Linked DNA regions of Mus musculus: region 1 is linked to region 2. The links are chromatin contacts, called in public promoter capture Hi-C maps. All regions are on one chromosome and are shown on one strand. Each heading gives the region's core, a stretch centred on a gene start, on an enhancer-like site or on the middle of the called end of the contact. The rest is flanking DNA. Distances are from core to core; before and after follow the strand shown. Region 1 overlaps Stimate (STIM activating enhancer). Region 2 overlaps Sfmbt1 (Scm-like with four mbt domains 1).

Region 1 (6,426 bases), core at 886-3,385, 140 kb after region 2:
TCCCTGGCTTATGATTCTCTCCCTCTGCCTTCAAAGCCAGCAGCCAAGTTCTCAAGGTATAACATTCTGACCTTCCACCTTGAAGTGGCCCTGTGCTTACCCTGAGTGCGTCTGGACACTCCAGATGCTCCATTTAAAGTCTGAATAGAAACCCTAATTCCATTAACAGCCAGAATTCCCCTTGCCTGGGTCACAGTACATAGCATGGGTTCCAGAGATTGGGATGTGGACATCTTTGCAGGACCATTATTCTGCCTTCTACACTAGGAACTCCATGTAGGCCTCACAGCTCTCAGGGAAATAAAGAAGAAGGGGTTGCTCTCAAGATAGCATGTTGGGTTCCTAGGAGAAGTCATGGGACTTGAAACATAAGCACTGTTGTTTGGTTTGAGGGGTGAACGGTTTTTGAGTCACAGGTGAGATCTGTAGTCTGATGACCAAGTTTCTCTTGCCCTGAAGACAGGATAGTGTTCAGTGGCACAGTATATCATAGGCTTTCCTGCCGGCTCATCCACGTGCTCCCTTCCAGAGGCTTCTCAGCACACACGTGTTCCTTCCTTTTGGCCCCTATTCCCATAACAGCCTGCGAGAATAATTTACCGGAACAAACCATGTCCCTGAGGTTGCCCACTACATACAGTAGAAAACAGGGCACACTGGCATGCTTACTGACCGTATTTGTCCTCTAGACAGAACTTCAGGGAGCATTTGAAAGACTGTCAAGGGAACAGAAATAATCAAACAAACTGTCACATGTCCACTCAGTCCGCCTCCAGTGACCTGTGGCCTGGTACACCGAAAGCGAGGGTATATCAGCTAGACACGGGCACTTTTATCTCTCGTGGGTGGTTTTCAACATTTTTATTTTAGTATAAAACAACAACAGGCCGTGGAAGCTGCACTGTACAAACTGAGAAAGAAGAGGAAACTGATGTCTGTCTTCTCCGTTACTCACAGCCTCCGTTCTAGGCAATGGAGTGAGTGCACACTGAGCAAGTGAATGTCCTCACAACAGTGAACAAATGGTGTCCTTTGTCTGCTCTTTCCCAGATACCCCAGTCCTTCTCAGACACTTCCCAGTGGTACTTCCTAGATGGGGATCACTGTTCTTGCCTGGGAGTTGAGCAAGCAGTTTCCTCTCCTGTTCTCAGTAAGATCAGGTGGTTTACCAAAAGCATTGGGAAACTCCTGCTAGGCCTTGCCAGGAAGAGTGACTTCCAGGTGCTCCGCTGAGGCTTACATGCCCTGCCCTGGAGGTGGAGCAAAGGGTCAGGCCTTAGGTTAGGCACTCAGTGTGCTGCTGCATGCTTGCCGCCCTTCTCCTGCCATTGTCCAGAAGAGGAAGGGGCGTGTTCTGCTGGTGGTCCATTACAGCTGTGGAAAGGCATTCACCTGCCTCCACTGTGTTCGGCCTGCGGCCCCAGACAGGGATGCCGCCTACAGCATGGGTGCCTGGAGATGTCTCTCCGGACCAGGTCCTCTTCTCACGGCCTTCCTGAAATGTCACTTTGTTGCTGTTCTGGTCCGTGGAGTGCAGGTCACCCTGGCTGAGCTTTCAGGACAAGGCCCTGCCACCCTCTCCCACTCTGTGGAGGCCTGGCCTAAGATTCTGCGTGTCATTCGATCATTCTCTAGAGAGGCTGGTCCCACCCTTCAATGAGTCTGTTTCTGACGTACCCTAGAGGCACTGCAGGGTCCAGGTGGTCCCCATTTTGGACTGTTGGAGCCCTCCTGAGCACTTCTTAACCATACCCACTGACAGCCTGTGCTGTAGCCGCTGGCCTCAGGCCGTATCTGCCACATCCTGTCTTAAAGGCTTCGATCTCTTTCTCCTAGCCAAGGTGTTACATGGCCCCCCAAAATGAATTAGGTTGCTCCCAAATTTGTGTTTGGTTAATTCTATGAAAAAGCCCTGGGAACCATTAACTTGTGGTTCTTTTGCGTGAGTTTGTGGACTCTGAGGCTCTCTGGATCAGTCTGATGTACCCAGGGCTAAGAACCGCAGGGAGATTGGGGGATGGGGCGGCCGGAAGGAGGAAATGGACAAAGAAGTTGATTACTGCAGTTATAGGCACAGCGTCGGAGAAAAGGGGGTTAGCAGCAGTCGCTGGAAAAATCAACTGCAGATAAAATAGCACTCTTGCTTAACCCAGCTGCTGCTGCCAGTGGACAGAGCCAGCAGTGAGCGCTAAGTTTAGTTCCCCTTAACTCTATCCTAGAATTTTTTTTTTCCTAAGAAAAACATTCTGGTATGTCCAAATTAGGAATTCTGGCTTTATTCAGAGGGCTGCCTCTTTTAGAAATGAGGTGATTTGTAGAGCTTTAGAGACTCATAAAGTACCTTAGAGCCAGGGTTCTGGGATCCAGCTAGGGGCATGAGGGCTCGTAATGAGCTGCAAAGGGCTTGGGTGGTGGTGTTGTACTACTCAGATCCTGGTGTGTGTGGCTAAGCACCTGCCTGTCCCTGCAGGAGACCCTCTGCAGTGCGGGGCCTGGGTAGGACAGTGCGCCCTCTACATCGTGATCATGATCTTTGAAAAGTCCGTGGTCTTCATCGTCCTCCTCATACTCCAGTGGAAAAAGGTTTGCCTCCATCCCTGCTCCTGCGCTCTGTGCTAAGCCGAGTTAAACGACAGCCCCGTCATCCCCAGCCCTGGCATCCGCCCGGCCTGCTGGTTTCTGTTTTAGCTCCATGCGTGAGTCCTGGGTCTGGTCCGACGTAGCAGCTGATTATAAGAGCGTTAGTTTGTCATTCTTGTCCTTGGTGTTCGTGCACTTGGTGTAAACACACATCTTCTCTAGATGAAACCTGGGGATGTGTAAGCCTAATGGAGATCCAGCCCCCTCTGCTGTGTTGCTTGGTCTGCTCAGTCTGCAGACTTGGTAACTGTGAATGTGTCTCACTGGTAAATGTCCTTCACACTCGTGTCTGCTAGTTCAGCTGAAGCCACAAGCAGTTTCTGAGGTCTTTACTCTCCTACATGCTAATACCTGGGTAAGCCCATGGCCCTCGGGTCCACAGGGGAAGCTGCCCCAGAGCCAGTGGCCCAGAGCAGCTCTGACCCGTCCTTACCAACAGTCAGATCTAGGGTCTGTGCAGCCATGGGTGTGAGGGGCTGTTCCAGTGGCTCTTGGGAAGTGTCTGAGTCTCCTGTGTGCTGCCCCTGTGGTCTCCTCACTGTGTCTGTTTCTCTCTGCAGGTGGCCCTATTGAATCCAATTGAAAACCCCGACCTGAAGCTGGCCATCGTCATGCTGATAGTCCCCTTCTTTGTCAATGTCAGTGCCTTGTTGAGTGTCTTATCCTAGCTTGTACCCTGCCACTAAGGTTTCCTGTTCAACACTCTGAGTGTGACACAAAAGTCACCTTTACAGCCTCAGACAATCCTTTCTATCTGTGTAGCTAGTCCGTCCCCTAACCAGTATTGAACTTGGTAGGAGTCCTTCCTCAGAAATCAGGTATCCATTCTAGGGCCCCTATTTCAGGCAGAGGATCCTAGGAACTATGACTTGCCTTCCCTGATAGGCCACTTTGCTGAGAGATCCCAGCCTGTGGGTGAAGTGTGTGACTTCTAGAACAGGGTCAAAGCGTTCTCCAGGTATTTGCTATTGAGTATAGACCTCAGAGAAGCTCTTGAGCATAGTGGCCTCATGTGGAGAACCAGTGATGTAGAGCGCTAAAGGAATCGGGGGCTCCCTGAAGCAGCAGTGTCGCCACCTGTGAAGGACCCATGAGGCTCAAAACGGGCAGAGACTGGGGTTCTTGGCCCGAAACAGGCTGCCTGGTTTGTTTGTTTGTTGGGTGTTTTGGGTTTTTTTTTTTTTGGTTTTTGGGGTTTTTTTGTTTGTTTTTTGGTTTTGGGTTTGGTTTGGTTTGGTTTGGATTTTGGAGTCAGGGTCTCTCTACACAGCCCTGGCTGTCCTTGAACTCACTAGAGTAGACTATGCTGCCCTCAAACACAAATGAGTCTGTCTCTGCCTCCACAGTGCTGTGATGCAGGGTGTGCGTGCGGCACCATGCCTGCCTCTGGGCTGCCTGTCATTTAACCCAACAATAAACCCATAATTGACCACAGCAAGAATTACCCTGCTGTCCTCTGATCATAAAAGTACAGCAAGTGAAAGAGAGCCGCTGTTTCTCTTGGATGTTCTGGGAGACGTCAGGGCTGAGTGCGGCTTCTCTTTTGTCTGTGGAAGGGGTGGGTATGCAGCCTTCTGCTTGCTTTGTTCTGATTTATCCAGAGCGACCTACACCTTTCTCTTCCCACAGGCTTTCATGTTCTGGGTAGTGGACAATTTCCTCATGAGAAAGGGGAAGACGAAAGCTAAACTAGAAGAAAGAGGAGCCAACCAGGACTCAAGGAATGGGAGCAAGGTTCGCTACCGAAGGGCAGCATCCCATGAGGAGTCTGAGTCTGAGGTATGAGCCTGACTCTCCCCAAGGGCGTGGCCATTATACCTTGGGCTCTGGGGGTCTCTGCTCTTAAGTTTGTACCTGAATTCGCAGTGCCAGTCAGAGGGAAGGAAGAAGCTGAGCTAAAGAATAGCTCAGGTCGCTCAGAGCCTCATTAGCGTGAGCCCAACATCTGCTGTTACATGTGCTGTCTCAAGCCAAAAGGACGTAGTATGTAGATTTGCTATAGACCATTGCTGCGGCAGCGGTGGAGACAGCTAGGTAAGGTGAAATCTGCCTTACTCCAGGGGAGCGTTAAAGTACTTGGAGCCCTGTTCTTCATGAACAAGCAAGGGAAAAACTTATAAAATATAGGACTAGCTAAACCTCGCAGAGGTAACCTCGTCTCCCTCTCCCCGCTGGTGCCTGACATAAGGAAGGTGCATGAGGACAGATAGCACAGGGCTGGGAGTGTGTCCCTTGGGCAGCAGCATCCGTGACCTGGGCCTCAGTGTCTGCGGAAACTCCATAGTGCCAAGTGCTGGGCTGCCAGTGGGAGCTAGAGATGTGGCTGAGATTAGCCAGGCTTGTGGCACATGCACATGGCTTTACTCCTGCACTTGGAAAGTAAAGGCACTTAGATCTCTGTGAGTTCGGAGTCAACCTAGTCTACATAGCAAAGTCCAGGCCAGAAAGGGCTATATAGTGAGACCTTGTCTCCCCCAGCCACCCCCAGAGTGACTGAGATGGCTGCCACCCTGAGACTTGAGGATGAGGAAAAGCAAACGCACAGTTGGTTTACCACCATGTGTGCAGTACGTCTGACTGAGCATGCGCACCAGCCCTGGGGAACCCTGGGCAGGCTGGAGGAGTTTTAAATGATGAATAGATTAGAAAGCAAGCCCCAATTTTCTCCAAGTTTGTATCTGGTTATAGGGCTGTATTACATCCTAATAATTGGCCAACATTTGGCAAATGACAAAAAGCCATAAAGCAGAAACTACGCTTATAGGCATTCACAACCACATGGTCTGGTCTCTGATATTAAAGTGAAGTTCACATTGGCCAGAGCAGGGAGCCGTGAGCTATCAAGTGACTCTGTCCACAGGAAGGGTAGTGAGGCTGTTTGTCCCACCCCTCAAGTAGGAGTTCACATTCCCCAGCATGGCTAGGCTTTGGGCCCTTAAACCTTCATGCAGGCCATTCCGATCTTCCCGTGGTAAGCAGAGGTCTAAGGCCAGCAGCTGCGGCAGGAGTGAGCAAGTTTGTCCTCAGTGTCCTGGCTGCATGGAGGGGTAGAGCGCTTCCCTCTTCATCTTCATGACAGAGGTGGCTCAAGACAGCCCCTCTGAACCTACACTGCCTGACTGGTCCCTGGGATGACTCCAGTCCCTTTTGAAAGACACTGTGTATGTAAGGGGATTCCAGGACCCTGAGATTCCAGGCGCCTGCTTGGCTTTGATCAGCTTTGGGTCTGGCTGGAAGCCAAGTGAAGGCATTGATTGGGTAGGGGGTGGCAGATTAGGGGTGGTGACTTCAATGCTAGCTTCAACAGGCCAGCACATCTCGCTGTGGAAGAGGGGACTTCCCTCAACCCTCCTCTGAGGGTGTGGGAGACATGGGGCCTCCCACAGGGGCTGGGTTCCAAGGAGGACACAGCACAGAAGGCGCTGGAATCTCAGGCCTTGCCTCTTGACCGCCTCAGATCCTGATCTCAGCTGACGACGAGATGGAGGAGTCTGACGCCGAGGAGGACCTCCGGAGACCTGTGAAAAAGAAGCACCGCTTCGGGCTGCCTGTATGACACATTCCCACGCTGCGGGTGACAGTCCTGGGGCCCAGCCCTGCAGCAACAGCGTCTCTGCCCTCCTCTCTGCCCTCCTCTTCTACCTCTGCTCCTCCTGCTGTCTCTGCCCGCTCTCCACCCGCCCCAGACGACTGTGACTTAAAAGAGGGAAGAGGACCCATGCCCGAGGGGGCTGTGGGCAGCTGGAGTGCCCACTCAGTTGCACTACAAACACTGACCAAATATGC
Region 2 (5,765 bases), core at 1,768-4,267:
TAGGTTTATTTCTAGATTTAATTTTTTTAAAAGCTTTTGTGACTAGGATTGTTTAATTTTTTTCTCAGCAATTTTGTTATTAGTGTATACAAAAGCCACTGATACATCCTGCTACTTTACTAAATGTGTTTATAAGAGTGTTGTAGAAGACTTTAGGCCCTTCTAAGAATAAAATCATATCGTCTGCAAAAGCGATAATTCTTGTCTTCTTTTTTATCTTTCACCTGGCTTTTGGCCAAGATTTTAAGCACTGTACTGAATAATGAGAGTTGGCCCCTTCTTTGTTTTAGACTAGAAACAGTTTCAGTTTTGTCTGTTTGTGTTGACTACTGTAATTGGCTATAGTCTATATTATGGCTCTTCAGTCCTTAGTTTCTTTGGAGTTATCATAAAAGGGTGTGTTGAACTTTGTTAAACAGCTTTCTGCATCTGTTGTGATGACGATGCTAATTTTGCCCTTGTTCTGTTATACTACTCCATGTATTTTGAACAGGGAGCAGGCGCATGCACAAACACACACACACACACACACACACACACACACACACACACACAGGATTTATTAGAATGGCTTACAGGCTGTGGTCCAGTTAGTCCAATAATGGCTGTTTTCTCACTAGAAGGACAAGAATATGGTGGTAGTTCAGTCCAGGAGGCTGGATGTCTCAGCTGGTCTTCAGTATGTGTTGGAATCCAGAAGAAAAAGGTTTTAGTATCCTTAAAGACTGCTTTAGCTGGAAGATAGACAGATTAGCTAGTTAGAGTGAGGGAAAGCAGGCCAAAGCAAAAATTTTCTTGTAGTAAGTCCTTTTATGTAGGCTGCCACTAGAAGGTGTGGCCCAGGTTTGGGTCAATCTTCTCACCTCAAATGCTTGAGTTTTAGTTGATTCCAGATGTAGTCAAGTTGACAGCCAAGATTAGCCTGTTTGCTTTTGAGAATAATTTGAGGAGCAGTAATGTTATTTTATCCTTTATTACCACTTCAGTATTACTACTCATTATAGATCTGATTAGGTTTTTTTTTTTTTTTTTTTTTTTTTAATATATATCCTCATGGTTTCATTTTGTTAGGTCATGGGTATCTAGAAATTAGTCTGTTTCTTTATTTTCCAATTTATTGCAATTCCTTTTTCAGAGTATTATTTATTGATCCCCTGAATTTCACGTCATTAATTAACTTTATTAATTTGGGTCTGTGCATTCTTGGGTTCAGCATTTCTCTACCTCATTATTTTTTCAGAGAACCAACTCTGTTTTCCTGACATTTAGGAGGAGTATCATCCCTTCTGTCCTTTTGTCACCATTTCATTTGTGGAATTTATTATCTCTAATTTTGGGGCCTGGCTTATTTTTGTTTAAGATTCTGAGGTACATTGTTAGGTTTTACTTAAAGATGTTTTTTGAGACAAGGTTTCTCTGTGTAGTTCTGGAACCTGCTCTGTAGACCAGGTCTCAAACGCAACAGAGATCCAGGTGACTCTGCCTCCAGTGCTGGGACTAAAGGTGTGTGCCACCATGCCTGGCACAGGTAGTAGATTTTAATGAACATAGTACATGTAAACACTTCTACCAGAACACCCTACCAGATTATTAGAGTTGTTTTTGTTCTTCTTCAAAACAAAACAAATGAATAAACCAAAAACCAAAACTGTTCTAATCATTAATACCCGTGACACCACAGTTGCAAGTTTTATGTATTAACTCTTTTTCCCCATTCCACTTCAATAATCTTCTATAACTGCTGTAAAGGAAGAGTTTTCAGTAGTATCTGGATTTTCTTTTATATCACCAGTGGTTTGAAGGTAGCACTTAGAGGAATTCTCCATCAGCCAAGTCCCTGCTTGCTTTATAAGGCCAGAGCTTCATTTTTGGACTCCTTGAGGCTGTATCAATCACCTTTTCTCCTGGCACACACAGCAGTCTACATACTCCCCCCCACCCCCAGACAGGGTTTCTCTGTGTAGCCCTGGCTGTCCTGGAACTCACTTTGTAGAACAGACTGGCCTTGAACTCAGAAATCCGCCTGTCTCTGCCTCCTGAGTGCTGGGATTAAAGGCATGGGCCACCATGTACATACTCTTCTTATATTACAGTTCTAATTATTTGTCAACCCTCCCCTGGCTCTATGAGCTCAAGGTTAGAGACTTGGGTTGTTTTTTTTTTTTTTTTTTTTTTTTGGTTTTTTCAAGTCAGGGTTTCTCTGTGTAGCCCTGGCTGTCCTGGAACTCACTCTGTAGACCCGGCTGACCTTGAACTCAGAAATCCACCTGCTTCTGCCTCCCAAATGCTGGGATTAAAGTTTTGTTATTTCTCTTCAATACCATACACAGAATTTACCTCAAACAGATACTAGATAAATTACTAAAGATAAAAACTGAAGACACAGAAACGCTAGGCTGGGACAGCATTTGTAAAGTTATTTTTATTTAAAAATGTAAATTTCCTGTAAATGTGAAACAATTGTTTGCTCAGATCTCATTTTGTCATTCCCATACTCGGGAGCCTTCCGTGAGGATGAAAACCAATCTAAACTCCCATGTGGCCAGCACTGCCCTTGTGATTGCTTCCTTGCCCACTTCTGCCATTTTCGGTTGTCCCACACTCCTTCCGCATGGACCATTTGTGCCTCTCAAGTGCCTTGGACCTAGTGACCTTTGATGGCGAGCGAGGGTCAGCTCCATTGTCTTACTCAGTCCTGACTGTTATTACCTTCATGCTAGGTGCTCCTTTCCTGTCACGGTTTTATTTATGATGCTTATTCCTACATGACGTGCTCTTGTTTTTAGCTAGTTTTAGTTCATTGTAAGACTTTAAAACATACTTAATAAATACTAAAACTGATGCATATAAGAATACTTTACATACTGTTCCTTGTTGGAGAAATAGAAGTATGTTCTCTAATTCACTGTTGCTTGTATTTACTGTTGGGAAATCCATGTAGACAAGAGCTGTGTTTGTCTTTGTTGCTTTTCCTGGGGTGATAAAAGCAAACACCGGTTCTCCCCAGGTCAGACACCAAGGACAGTCTGAGTAACACTTCCACCAGAGTCCAGCTTGGTGAGCTCAGAGGGGTGAGGGGTTACGTACAGGACTGTAGGTAACGCCAAAGCAGCAGTATCGCTAGGTCTCATCCCATTATGGTGACTTCTTCATGGCTGCGTGTTTCAGGCACTGTATACTCTATGGCCTCCTGAGACTATCTGCAGCTTATACAAAGTCAACATACAGCTGGAATGGAGGTTTAGGCATAAGTGGCTGGAATCTCAGGTGAGGGTCTTTTGCAGTTAGCACAGCTGCTCTGGTGAAGATGGTAAAGGCTGTTGGGAAGACAGAATTCATCATGGCCTCCTAGTACTGAGAAGAATGTCTGGACATATATGCATGTTAAGTGGAGGTATGTGGACAACAAGCAATTTCGAGGCTTGTTTTGGTTTTAAAGGTGAGAAGCCAGTATCTTGCCATGTTTTGTTGCTTGCAGTTTTTTTTTTCTTCCTCTCTCCTTCCTTTCCTCTTTCTTTCAAGATAGTCTCACTCTGGGAGTGAACTCATTACAGCATGATACAGGGCTTATTTGATTAATGTTTTAGGTTAGCAAGGTTCCTTTCCCCAATGTCACTTCTAAAAATTACAGTAGTAAAAATTAAAAGCACTGGTTGCTCTTCCAGAGGACCCAGGCTCAATTCCCAGCACCCACATGGTGGCTTACAGCTGACTGTAACTCCAGTTCTAGGAGATCTGATACTCTATTCTGGTCTCTGCAGACACTGTGTATGCACATTGTGCACAGAGGTCTATGCAAGCAAAACACACATACACATAAAAAAATTAAAAATACTGCTGGGCGTGGTGGTGCATGCCTTTAATCCCAGCACTTGGGAGGCAGAGGCAGGCGGATTTCTGAGTTCAAGGCCTACCTGGTCTACAGAGTGAGTTCCAGGACAGCCAGGGCTATACAGAAAAACCCTGTCTTGAAAAAAACACAAATAAAAAAAAACCTTAAAAAGTCATAGTAATTTATAATGTCCATTTTCCCAAGAAAGCTGAGCCTCTTCAGATATTTGCAGTGTATTTTGCTCTCAGCAGAACCTTCAGGACTGAGCACCAGGCCGTTTGCTGTGTTTTGAGGGAGGAGGAGTTATGAAGAAGCACCTAGTTCTCAGGCTCAGCGTGGGAGTGGAGTGGAGGACGCTCACTTGCATTGCCCTGGGGTGACTGCTGAGAGCATGTCCCTTGCAGGATGGCAGCTTCAGAAACAAGTCTGTTGCTCCACTTGCCTTTCACCATTGTTAATAAATACCTGCTCTAGGCCTGCATCTGGGGAGAACCTGTGATCTCTTAGACAGGGAGACAGCTACTGGGGCACAAGAGGACCTTATAGGCATTAGGCTTTGTTGGTTATTGTTTTCCTTCCCCATCTTCCGTAAATAGGGAAAGGCATGCACGCATTTGTGTATGTATGTTGATCTTTAGTGTTTTACTGGATGGGATTGATTGGGGCAAATTTAGGAAAATTGGACTCCAGTAATTTTAGAATTTGTAGTTAGCTTACAAAGAAAATGTTACAGGAAACCATTTACTATTAAAGATAAGCATCTCATATTCGCATGAAATGTGACTGGTCTTTATTGTTTCTGCTATGCTGTGTACTCCAGGTTAGTTGACTGGTAAGCCTGAAGGTGATTCTTCTGGGTCTGCTTCCTGTTTTACCATAGGAGTGCTAGAATTACAAAGGAAAGTTAGTTTCCTCTAGTGGGATCACACTGGGTATATTAACCACATTTAGGGATAGGCCCCATGCCAGCAGTAGATAGCCCTGCACAAAACAGACAATGATGTTGTTAGATTTTTGTCACATATGACTTTGCTTGAGCATTTTTTCTTACTAGTCTTTTGCTTATATATCATGGCTTCCAATTTTGTGTTTTTATGGGTCTAGGGTGGGGTGTGTGTGTGTCTGCTTACATTTCTTTTTTTGTCTTTTTAAAATTTTGTTTTGTTTGCCTGTTTAAAGGGCATGGAGTTGGGTGGGTAGGAGGTGGAGAGGGTCTGGGAGCAGTTTGGGGAGGAGAATCCATGATCTGAATATATTATATAAATTTTTTTCAATTAAAAATCCAAAAATAAAATGCTTTTCTAAAAACTGTTTTTTTTTTTAGAGGGCTGGGGGAGGGTGCTGGGGCTATAGCTTATTGTTAGAGTTCTTGCCTACCATGTCTTTGATTCCTAGCACCATATAAATGGAGCACAATGGGTACACGTTTGTAATACCAGAATTTAAGAGATGGAGCCTGGAGGATCAGAAGTCCACAGTCATTTTTGGCTGCTTACTAGACCCTATAGGTCCCTTTCCCTGTGCCAGATCTTCTCATTCAAAGTGTTCTCATTCTTCTGTGGCCTTCTTTTTGACATTTATTTTGTTGTTCTAGCAACTTTTGTTTTAACTCATGAAGGTAGACAAAAGAATGTTAGAGCACTGGACTTAAGACAACTATACCCAAAATCCAAGTATTACAAAATTTCTAGAAATGTTCTGTGCAAAAGAAACGTGGATATTAGCAGTATATTGGTTACTTTTCCAGTTGTCACCAAATACCCTGATAAAAACAGTGTAAGGGACAAAGTGGTTTATTTTGGCTCATGGGTTAATAGGTTTGTTCAGTCTCGGTGGGACGGTCTTGGCATCAGGAGGTTGAAGGACCTGGTCACATTGGCACTTACAGTGTGAAGCAGACTGATGCACATTGGTGCTCAGCTCTCCTTTTATA

What was found. Capture Hi-C pulls out chosen DNA fragments and counts their contacts.
Region 1: a promoter capture Hi-C map of liver shows a contact between it and region 2. The contact joins two enhancer-like sites. A contact is called at or near these places in 1 of 15 datasets of contacts at CTCF or cohesin (large pre-B cells), 1 of 115 datasets of contacts at active chromatin or transcription factors (fibro-adipogenic progenitors) and 3 of 9 other capture datasets (adipose tissue, liver and pancreatic islet).

Annotation. Positions count from the first base shown.
Region 1 is chr14:30,868,281-30,874,706 of GRCm38.p6, forward strand. It overlaps Stimate (STIM activating enhancer), which reads left to right. Exons shown (of 8, transcript NM_028839.4): 5 at 2,471-2,583; 6 at 3,201-3,278; 7 at 4,270-4,419; 8 at 6,098-6,426. The coding sequence ends at 6,196. Among named protein-coding and RNA genes, the nearest start is that of Mustn1, 7.8 kb to the right of the region's middle. Within about 2 kb of position 2,136, at least 67 of the 459 cell types and tissues checked have an H3K27ac peak or open chromatin away from gene starts, as enhancers often do. A contact at or near this core is called in liver, where this site is marked.
Region 2 is chr14:30,731,839-30,737,603 of GRCm38.p6, forward strand. The region is part of intron 1 of Sfmbt1 (Scm-like with four mbt domains 1); the gene reads left to right. Among named protein-coding and RNA genes, the nearest start is that of Sfmbt1, 19 kb to the left of the region's middle. Within about 2 kb of position 3,018, at least 7 of the 459 cell types and tissues checked have an H3K27ac peak or open chromatin away from gene starts, as enhancers often do. A contact at or near this core is called in liver, where this site is marked.